Linked DNA regions of Takifugu rubripes: region 1 is linked to region 2. Evidence: chromatin contacts called from public Hi-C data. All regions are on one chromosome and are shown on one strand. The core of a region is the stretch at or near the end of the contact, and the rest is flanking DNA. Distances in the headings are between cores, read along the strand shown.

Evidence for each region. Hi-C and Micro-C count contacts between places; a contact is called where the count stands out from the background.
Region 1: a Hi-C map of an unstated tissue shows a contact between it and region 2, with 4 times the contacts expected there. The contact joins the promoter of LOC101077195 here to the promoter of sap30l in region 2. A contact is called at or near these places in 2 of 2 Hi-C or Micro-C datasets (muscle and an unstated tissue).

The regions. Positions count from the first base shown.
Region 1 is chr15:6,898,406-6,904,025 of fTakRub1.2, reverse strand. It overlaps LOC101077195 (microfibril associated protein 3), which reads left to right and starts at 3,808. Exons shown (of 3, transcript XM_003970858.3): 1 at 3,808-3,968; 2 at 4,067-4,308; 3 at 4,383-5,620. The coding sequence starts at 4,074. The coding sequence ends at 5,032. It overlaps fam114a2 (family with sequence similarity 114 member A2), which reads right to left and starts at 3,356. Exons shown (of 14, transcript XM_029848042.1): 1 at 3,282-3,356; 2 at 2,582-2,808; 3 at 2,406-2,496; 4 at 2,207-2,308; 5 at 2,021-2,139; 6 at 1,515-1,649; 7 at 1,137-1,298; 8 at 765-888; 9 at 588-673; 10 at 420-509; 11 at 124-248. The coding sequence starts at 2,788.
Region 2 is chr15:6,674,231-6,679,881 of fTakRub1.2, reverse strand. sap30l (sap30-like) reads left to right here and starts at 2,953. Exons shown (of 4, transcript XM_003970807.3): 1 at 2,953-3,696; 2 at 4,894-5,016; 3 at 5,096-5,194. The coding sequence starts at 3,511.

The DNA.
Region 1 (5,620 bases), core at 2,559-5,058, 220 kb before region 2:
AATATGCAATGAGTTTGATTTAAAGTGAAGTTACTCTTAAAATCTCTCCTTAAAATCTGGTTTAAGTAATTAATTGATTGAATGTTGCGTAAAACCAAAGCACAGAACTTGTCAGAGCCTTACTGTGACAGAACTTTGGCCTCTGCGCTGCAGCTGGAGAAGAGGATCCTCTCGGCCAGTTTGTGGAACAGCTCAATGGATCGAGCCGTCAGCTCTGCCAGACTCCTGATGGCAGCTGCGTGAACCTCCTGGAAATTCAATATTTAACGCAACAAGTGTTGTGAAACCCTTGAAATAAAACAACAGCTAAGTTAACAATCTGAACCCAGCAGTGTTTTCTCTTATCATTGAACACTTGTTACAGACAGATCTTTATTGTCTCATTGCCCAACCGATCCGGATTAAATCTGGGTCAGTACCTCGACTGAGGCTCTTTCCGTCGTCTCGTCACCATCCTCCCCCTCTGGTTGGGTCATATCGGTGATCTGGCTGCAGGTGCTCTTACAAGCCTGTTGCAAATGTCATGGCAGTGAAACATCAGCTTTAAAATAAATGCACTGATGTTTACAGCGAGTATGTCCTGCTACCTTGTTGAGTTTCTCAGCTGTGGAGGTGACGCTCAGACCTTTTAGAGCCTCCGTGAGCTCCCTCTCAAATTCAGAACCATCTCCATCTGGAATCAGAGGAAAACTGAATCACCGTCGCCTCGCCTCAGCAGCGATGGAGTATTCTTTCATTTCCATCCAAGTTTATGCCACGCGCACCTTTCTTCTCGTCAACTTCCTCATCATCAAACTCTACCAGGGAGAAAGAGTCCTTGATGAGCTGCAGCTCTCCCCTGAGCTGCAGCTGCTCATCTCCCGACAGCGTCGTGAGCACCGACTTCACCTAACGGAAAACACGCATTTCATCGTGTCAAATGCCACATTTCTATTCAGATTAAGAAGAGAGTATCGGCTGATCGATCATATCGTATATTTGATCAATTTTATCTGCGTCTCTTCAGTGCAGGAAGGTTAACGATGAATGAATAAAGGCGTTGCCGGGATGGTAGTTCATGTTTGTCGTGCTAACATTAGCGTGACATTAACGTTGATGGATTCATTACAAATTGATCATTAAATATGAAGCTGTACCTTCGACTCGCTCTCTCGGGACAGAATCTCCAGCGCCTCGAGGTGCGACAGGCCCTGGAATTCATCAAACAGCATCCCGTAGTGAGCTACCACCTTCTTGTCAGACTCGCTCTCCTTCTCTGCTGTCTGCTGCTCTTCACGCTGCTTCGCCTCCCTGAGCACCTGCCAGACAGATGGAGACAAGCTGACCAAAGGAATCACAGCCAACACGAGCAAAATGATCAGAGCAATTTGGTTTATAATACCAAAATAATAAAGGTTATGTTGTAAATATGTCTGCTACGTCAACATAATATTCAAAGTGCACATTTTTATGCCAGTGATTTTATTCCCATTGATCGGGATGAATCTCCAACTTTATAACCCTGCTCTGTGTACCTGAGACAGCGTGGAGTTCCTGATCATCAGTCCTTTGGTTTTCTTGAATCCAGGATCACCCTCTGCGATCACATCCATCGTCTTCTTCCCGATAAATTCCAGGGCGTCCAGACTGCCCGTTATAACAGTTTTGCCCTGAGATTAAAAAAACAAAACATTGCTTTTAGACACAGCAAGCTGTAGTTTTAAGTTGAAAGTTATACTGAGTGAATTACAAAGTTTCCATGTTTTAAAAGAAAAGTGAAAATGCAGTAAAGTTCTCAGGATATCTGCAGTATGAGTATATGCTTTTCATTTTTTACATTTCTGTTTCTTCCCCGTGTGATCATCCAGCAGCTGCTGTGTGTTTCAAAAACGAATCAAAACCAACTGAGAAGTCTGACCAAGTGCTGCCAGAGTTGCTGACCTTTCAACCTAAATTCAAACAGTTTGTGCAAGAGAATTGTATGAAAACGTGGCGTTCCATCTGCTACGGAACACAGAGAAAACAGAACTCTGTTACTGACTGTGCTCTGGACGACGCTGGTGAGTGAGGTCAGCATTCCCATTGCACCGCCCACGGCTGCGGATCCATCCGCTGCCGCCGCATCTGCACCGCTGCTTGTTTCACCTGCAGAAAAAAAAACTGCAAGTGAATTTTACAAGGTGAGGAGAGATTCAGTGCTAGGGGATACGAATTTCCCCCCACTCACCTTGCTCTTTCTGCTCTTGCTCAACCTGTGCGGAGAGTTCTGTGGGGCTGGGGATCCCCAGCGTCGTCTCTGCCTTCTCTATGACCTGAGTCAGGCCTTGGCCTGAGAGGACAGGCGAGGGGGGCGAATTCAAACCAGGACCAGTTGTTCAAACAGCGCTGTGAGCAAATAAATGTAAGTAGAGGAAGGTTTCACTCACCCACGGTGGCCACAGTAGCTGTTGCTGTGGATAAGATTGATTTTCCCCAGCTGCCCCAGTAGCCCCAGCCTCCCTGAGACACAGTGGATGTCTGAAAGAAGAAGACGAATGAGGACACGAAAGAGACACGAAAGAGACATTTGTTTTGTAGTATCATGCCAGTATTTAATATCGACCTGTGCTGGCTGCTCCTCCACTTTAGGAGCCTCCTGTGGTTCTCCTGCTGCTTTGGGCTCAGGTCTCCTTTTGGCTCTCCTCGTCGGGGCCACATCAGTGGTAGATTCAGGCGTGATCGGTGAGGACCCAACTGATGTTTCGGCAGAGGACGCATCGTGACCCTCTGACACCGGATCTTCTGCTGATATGGGTCCACTGTCTGACATCTTAACTTCCTAGTACATACCTACAAAGTTACAATATACAAATAAGCCGATGCATTTTCTTTTTTAGTCAGTCTCAGAAGTAAATAAAGCGTCAGTGTAAATATGTAGGTTGACCTGTACGTCATAGAATTTCATTAGGAATTTAATAACTGTCGATTTAGTAAGAAAAATAACAGTATTACTTACTAAGTAGTTGTGGCACCAAGCGCATAATAAGGCTCCAGGGGTTAGTTTTAATAGTCTGCTTCAATTTCCAACAGCATTTTTAATTACGATGATCAAATGTACATAATTAAATATTGGCTTAAAACAAAAATATAGGTGCTCTTAAATGTCATATGCTAGCAGTGTCAGCGAGGCTGCTAATATTGTTTTTAGTCGCAAAACGAAAGGAGCGAATATCTGTTTTTATCATTTAACGATGTTTATCAGTTTAAATAAAGTAAAAACGTGCAGGTTTAACGTAAAAATGATGTTCTTTTCTTTTACAGACCTCCAGGACCAGCCACGTCACTCTCTGTTTTCAGTGTTTGTGCGACTGACAGCGAGTATGAGACCGAGGAGTTCCGGTCAGTATTTTCATAATAAAGTAAGTTAGCGCTATTGTGTTAAATAATAAATTGATTGATAGTTTAATTAATCCTTAGAGTAAAGCGACACAAACAAAACAATACATGGAATTATGATTAATCTAGAAGCCCCTTCCCGGATGGCCCAATGTAAAGATGTCATTCTGTATTTTGAAAGAACATTCACTAGCTTGACTAGGCAATTCATTCTGTTTTCCGGGGCCATCAAAATAAGAGTACACCCCATCCGGTAAATGAAAACAGGTTTTCTGAAAAACGATTACGTAGATTTTAATTTTGATTCAATATTACGACTAAATCGAAGCAACACAATTAAATCGATAACCACTAAAGATTAAAATATACAAATGTAGATGAAGATTTGGGGGAAATGCAATGTAAAGTACCTGTAACGTCTTTGACGTTGTCTTTCACTTTAACCACGCCCACTCATACCTCAATCCGGAAATGAGTAAGGTGTGTTTTTTGTTTAAAGCTTAAGTATGTAATCTGCGTTGAACAAGAAGTGACGACGTTTTGCGCCAAGATCCAGTAATTCAAGCTGTGACTGACACGTATAACGCTTGTTGAGTGTGTTACCCGTGGAACAGGTGAGATTTGGTGAATCTGTTTTTAATATGCTTGTTTTGCGTGCACTAGAAACAATAGTATTACCGTACACCGTACTCACTGGAGACTTGTTTTGCAGATTGACCATGTCAGCAACAGTTTCCCCATCTCAGAAACACTACCTCCTTCTGACAGTCCTGCTGCTCAGCGTCTGGACAGCTGATGGACTTGAGAACATCTCAGGGGTGGAGGTGAAGTCCGATCCGCAGGGAAACAGCAAGTACATCACGGTCAAAGAGGGATCCAGCATGTTGATCAGGTGTAACTTAACAGGAGGCCATGATGGTGTTAAGTGGTACAACTCTCAAGGACTTCTGAAAGGTGAGGAAGACACATTGCCTGAAGAAAACATGGGGACGATAGTGAGAAGCTGTTTGTGTTCTGTGTTGGTTCAGGTGAGAAGTGGCAGATTCAGAAAAACGGTGACCTGAATATCACAGTGGTCTCCTTTGAGGACCGTGGACGTTACACCTGCGTTGCCCCCGGCAGCGCCGGCGAGACCAGAAACTATACTGTAACACTCCGCGTGGCCCACACCGACAGCGGCCTGGGCTTGTACTTTGTTGTCATCTGTCTGGTAGCGTTCACTATCACAATGATCCTCAACACGGCCAGACTTTGCATGGTCAGCTCTCATCTGAAGAAGACAGAGAGAGCCATCAATGAGTTCTTCTGCACTGAGGGTCCGGAGAAGCTGCAGAAGGCCTTTGAGGTTGCCAAGCGAATTCCCATTCTCACATCCACCAAAACGCTGGAGTTCGCCAAGGTGACGCAGTTCAAGACGATGGAGTTCGCCCGTCACATCGAGGAGCTGGCGCGGAGCGTCCCCCTGCCCCCGCTTATCATGAACTGCCTGTATGACGAGGAGCTGGCCGAGGGTATGGCGCCCCAGCAAGGTCTCGGCCCGCCTGCCTCTGGAGGACAGGAGCAGGAGATGGAGGAGAGCCAGGCACTGCTTCTATGTAGAGGAGCAGCAAACAAAGATGGTCACGCTGTATGTGAGACGGTCAGTGAAGATACGGTGGTCGAGAAGACCCACGACTAGGTCGCACCAGGCCGGCAACACATTGTGTTTTTTGAGGAGAACATGTAGCGTGTTTGCATCACCAGAAGAAACAAATTCAGCTGCAGATGAAGAGAATAGGGCCTTAAATTATTTCTGGTTCTGTTCAGCTGTTGGTTGACAGAAATCTGTTATTTCCCCAATTCAGAGACAGTTATCTGTTAAATAGTTTTTACTTTCACCAAAAGCAGTTGAGAAAAGCTGAAGTAATTTTTTTTAATCTATAGGAGCTCACATTTTGGTGCAGAGAAACCAAAAGTCCTCATTTCTGATCAAAGTATGTATAATACTTATAATTAAGCATATTGATAAAGTTGAACACGGGTTCGAGGGAGGGTTTTCCTTGTCTTTATAGCTGCTGATTGAGCTGGATTGTTTTGGGTTTTTTTATGGATGTGGTCGTGGTTGTTTGGCAATGCTGTTGGTGTGAAAGTGCTCAGGGTATTAAACAAAATAATATTGGGTAGAGTTGTGTATATTTAACTTGTCAGTCTCAAATGTGCTGCTTGTGACCTCTGACCCCCCTCTTTTGGGTGATCTATACCTCTCTATGTTCCCTTTTTCACAATT
Region 2 (5,651 bases), core at 1,704-4,203:
ACTGCCATCTGCTTGTATTTCTTTCCCTTCTAGACATGGACTTTCTCCGCACACTCTGGTTACATCTGTGTTTGTTTGACATTAAAAATGAACATTTAAACGGCTGCAGTTGTCTCATAAGTGAACATGCTGAATGTAAAACTGCTTTTAGGGCGTCTTTGGACTTGAATTATAGTTCCTTTTTCACTAAATTCTTCACTTCACAAAGGTCCAAGCAGCTCCACAAACAAGCAGACCTACATGAAAAAAAGATGTTTGAAATTGACTAACCCTTCTCAGAACCCCAGTTAGAAAGAGTTTCCACACGTCGCCAGACCTGTTTGTCCTTTCATGTTCTGCGGTGTGTCGGAAAACATGTCAGAGGTGGATATTTTCCATTTGCCTCTTTGACAGGCAAGATAATTGGCTTTCAGTCACACCGAGATGTCGGAGGGTTTGTGTTTTTTTCTCAGGTTTTAGATTTCATGAAGTTCTCAGCTTACAAGGATGCAAATCTACAAATACTTCAAGAACCACAGGAATTAATGGATTAATATGGTTCAAACGAAATTACACAATGTCTTTTCCAAGTTCTTTTTTCAAGTCCTCATCAAACAAGCCAACATGGTGCTGATTAGGCTGATTTCTGTGTTTACACTTGTGTTATTTCTGTGATTAGTGTGTGTAATAGTTAGATGTGTGTGCAGCACCACACATCCCTCATTCTGGTCCTCCCTGGTTTTCCCTGGTGAGAATACGTATAGATTCCCTCTGGGAAATTGTGTTTCTATCAGGGTCTCTTTCCAGTTATGTGTGCCCAGAAAGTCTCCAAAGGGAGACGTCTGCCAGGAAACGTCCTGATGGCTGAACCACCTCGATAGGCCGGTCTGACCTCTGTGACCTCTCTCTAAGGCTAGACCCTCCTCAGAAATCCTGGGTCATCCACTCATGTCCCTGATCTCATTCTTTCAGTCAGTACCCGCTGCTGAGGGCTGCAGGTGAGCGCTGGAACATCATATGATAAATGAAGAGCTTTGCCTCACAGCTCAGTGTCCTCAACACAACGGTTCTGGACAGAATTAGAGCTGATGCTGCATTGTTCATCACTCAGATGCACTTGAACTCTTCGGCTCAGGGAAGCAACTTTCTACAAACTCCGAGGGAACGAGTTTCACCAAGGTTAGCAGGCAGCAGGCCAGTGTCGCGCCCTCTTTTGTGAAACGTAGCACTCCTACGAATATGGTCCTCCATGTTTAACGACTTTAATCGTCTGTGTGAGTGATGGTGCTAAAACACATTTCAAGTAAATGTTAATCTCATAATCATTTCCGCTGACAACACACAAGCTCGGGTAGCTTTTAGCCAGAAGTGATTTATTCATGGATGAAGTCTTATTGCTCCTCGGTGTGGCCCATTTCCTTCGTCTCATGGGATGTCATATAATGCTCAACTTGTCATTCTGGCTGGGTGAGAGAGCTGTGCACAGCAAGTACGAGCACACCGAGGCCACTCCACATGTTATTACTGCTCTGAGGCATCTCATACTTGATGAGAAAAAAACCCAAAGTGTAAATTGTAAAACCTGTTAGTGTTTTGGCACTCTGTCACTTTCCACTTTAAAAGTCAATCTGTCAACATACAATCAGCATTTCCCTGCACTTATGAGCCATGTAGCCATTCTATTTCCACGCTCTACTGTCAGAGATAGCCATTAAAGAGTTTTTATTGGGCCCAGCTCCACTACCAAGAGAAAAAGGTAATGCAATTGTCTTTACTCTAGTTAATATCATTTGATGGTGTCCTCACGTCATTCTCTCCCTGTTGTGTTACACTCTCATCTCGGCTCGACCATTAGTCGGGCATCATGGGCCAGGCAGTTTGCACGTGAGAGCAAGTAACACATTAAACAAATGACAACAAAGAGTATCATTATTCAGGCCACATAATGCAGGCAGCCAGGCATTCGAGTGCTTTTAAAGCTTTCTCATCTGCCTGGCTGCATCCCCAAAATTAAAACTCAGGATGTGGCCAATGCAGCATGTTTCAACAGCCTCCACTGTTGAGTGAGTGTGTATTTAATTTTCAACTTTAGGCAAACTATCCCTTTAATAGATGCACAGTGTATGCACTGGGAGTGCAGGGAGAATGGCCCTGCATTTCTGCATTAGGGAAAGGAAATGTGCACATTCAGATTATGATAAGATATTGTACTTTTTACCGTGATGTCAGGTATTTCAAGTGAAAGTAAACATAATGTCTATTGTTTTCAATAGATTTAAAAAACAAAACACTGGAATAGGAAAAACAGTTGACGGGAAAATTGGTTAAAAAAAATCCTGAAAAGAAATAAGATGAGAAATCCGTTGAAATGAGCTTTGCTGCACTGTTCTGGTTCTTCGTGTCCCACCTTTATTCATTTGTTGGGCTTTGGCTCCCTCGTGTGGTCACAGAAGGAACCATACGTTAACTACGCAAACACAAATGAGAACGATCCTGTTTCATTTAAGCTCGAAATCATTTTTCAGACAGTGTGAAACTTGTTAATATGAGGTTTGTTTGATTTTTTGCCAATGTAACTGTAACACACTGGCAGATCCTATGTTGTATCGTCATGCTGCCAAATAACACGGTCAAACTGTTCAGTGTCAACAGTCGGTAAATGTGAATTTTCTCTAGAATAGGCTGTATCGTGTTACTTTTCCTTCGCGTGCAGTTGCGCAATGCTTTGGCGTTTTATCGTGATTTGAATCCATCGCGTCCAGTGTGCGCTTCGGCGCAGCAATTTAAAAGTACCTTCGACTGACCGCGACGCCACCTTTAACAACTATTCATAGAAGAAAACATGACGCTGAGTAATACAGGAAGAGCCACCAAAAGACTGATGTTTCTTTAAGCCAATAGCAGATCTGCAGTATCTACAGTAGTCCCGCCTTTTGTAAAAACTGACCAATCGCTGTTCGAGATGAGAGCTTCCGCCATAGCGTCGGAGGACGTCCATTGTACGGAGCTTTCTGAAAGAATACCGCGATTGTTAAGGTGCAGGTTGTTAAATGCGAGATTTCTTTAAAGTTCTGGCATTCATTGAAACTTGCTGTCGCAGAATTTAGCTCGGAATAGCACGCCTTTGTTGTTATATCTAGATTTAACAGACACTTGGTGGTTTGTTGCAGGGACCGACAGTGGCGGTATCACCATAGGAATTTGTCCGTTAGCGGCAGCTCAACCACCTTGCGATCCTGTTAGCATTAGGGGCTAGTTGACGTTAGTGCCGGGCGTTTTGTGGCACGAGTCCATGAACGCGTTAATATGCCCTTAAACAAATTGGTTTGCGTTTGGAAGTGAGTCGTTGTCGCCATCAAGTGCTGTGGGTTCGCTAACCCGACACGTAGCCGTGCTAGCTAGTCAAGGCTACCGGATTGTCTTTCACAAAAGGACAGCGCGTGAAGAGAAGTGCTATTTAAGCAAACACGGACTCCGGTGCTTGTTTTACCGTTCGAGTTCAGGCCTCAAAGAGCATTAAGATCGTGCAGAATGAATGGCTTCAGCACAGAGGAAGACAGCCACGACGGACCGCCTGCTCCGCCGTTTTATGGACAGAGCTGTTGCTTGATCGAAGACGGGGAACGCTGCGGACGGTCAGCTGGAAACGCCTCCTTTAGCAAGAGGATCCAGAAAAGCATATCGCAGAAGAAGCTCAAGCTAGACATCGACAAGAGTGTAAGTGTCAGTCATGTGTTTTTGACATGCGATGGCGAGTTCACGCTCTAAGTTTGTCCTGCGGGGCTCTGCAGAAGTTCAGGCTCCGCAGCTGTCAGCTAAAGTGAGTTAGCCGGTGTGTCACGAACCAACAGGTTTCATTTTAAATCCTAGCCTCGTCGATGTTCATGCTACTGCCGAATGTAGCAAAGAAAGTCAGAGTGCTTAACTGTCAGCTTATAGCCAGCCATGGTGCAGGAAACAGAACCAAGAGCTTCGTGCTGCCGCCTCCGCAGTTGACCCTAAAATGGCTGTTGCTAACAGTTGCTAAACACGGTTAAACTGAGCCACCTCCGGCTACCAGGAGTAGGGGCTTGAGTTTACAGATTACTTGTATACAGCTTTGTGCTCTCGATCTGCAAAGGTTTCCCTTATTACCCAAACGATTGATAGTTTTAGTCATAAGTCATCACAAGAAAAGTGAGTCATCTCCAAATAATGACAAAGCAGGAGGTAACAGAGCAAAATGCACCACCGGACAATCACAATATACAGAGAAGCAGCAAAACGCGATCTACAATAAGAATTATCTAGTAGAGAATTTTGCTCAACTCAAAATAATGTCTCTGTTGTCCCAAATGAAACATCAGATTTGGTGGTTTGTCCTCTCCAAACATGTTTTGGGGTCGCGGGGGGAGGGATTCAAATGGATTTTGAAGCTCTGGCAGTATCTTTCCGTGCTTTATGAGAGTCCTGTCAGTATCTGTTCCTTTTACTGGAGTAAATTAACTCACCACAAAGGCTCAGCAGGCTTGGGGGCAGGCTCATTTTCCTGCCATGAGTAATGTACTGTGGACCCATAACTGGGTACTTAAGGCAGCAGGATGCACACACAATGCACAAAGAGGTTAAGGCCTTTCAGCTCAAACAGCCCTGTGGAAAAGGAATCATGAGTATGAGCAGTTTGGGGGCTCTTCTCCAGGATTAGAGATCACACATGACAAGAAAATGGTCCAGAAGGTGCAGCTGGACTCTGCAGTGAAAGGAAGATGTGAAGAAATGATCCCTAGCAGAGCCAAACAAGATTTAGTTTGCTCCATTTCCGAGCTGCTGTGTTTGGATTCTAGCGTTGTTTGCAGTCTTGTCTCTGTAAATATCTGCCTGTATATTTGTCAGAGGACTTGTCCTTAAACTCTCCTGGATTTGTTGACGCTGTAGGTGCGGCATCTCTACATCTGCGACTTCCACAAGAATTTCATTCAGAGTGTCCGCAACAAGAGGAAGAGAAAGACCAGTGATGATGGAGGAGAGTCACCAGACCACGATGTGGAGGTCCCTGAGGTAATGTGGGCTGGAACCTGCTGCTCACCTGTGTGGTGGGCCATTCCTTTGACTCTATCTTTGGCCTTCGTTGCTTTAGGTGGACCTTTTCCAGCTTCAGGTCAACACGTTGAGACGCTACAAGCGACACTACAAGCTGCAGACCAGGCCTGGACTGAACAAGGCCCAGCTGGCAGAGGTGAACACACGCAACAAAGTACAGACAGAAGCCCGTTTGAATTTGGGGAAGCTAAAATATTGTGCAGCACATCCGAAACCCTCTGAGGTCCTGCTTCTCGCACATTTACTCTCAGATATGTAACATTCTCCAATGGTGGGGTTTTATCTCTTGTTGAAGGACCTCTGCTTTTGTATACTTGGTGCAGGTCGGTGATCCCCGGGTTGTCCACCAGGTGGTGCTGTTTGCTAAAAGTTTTCATTCCGTTCAATAAGGGAAATAATACTGATTTAAAACATCTTCCCACAGTGTTTTATTACCTCACCCTAAAACCTCTTATGGGACATAGTCTTGACTGACTGCTGGGATATATGTCTACACCTCCAGTAACCCTAATGGTGAATAAATGGCTGTGAAAATTGAATGGATGGAAGGAACATTGAAGACTATTGAGCGGCCTCTCATTAGGTGTTCCTCT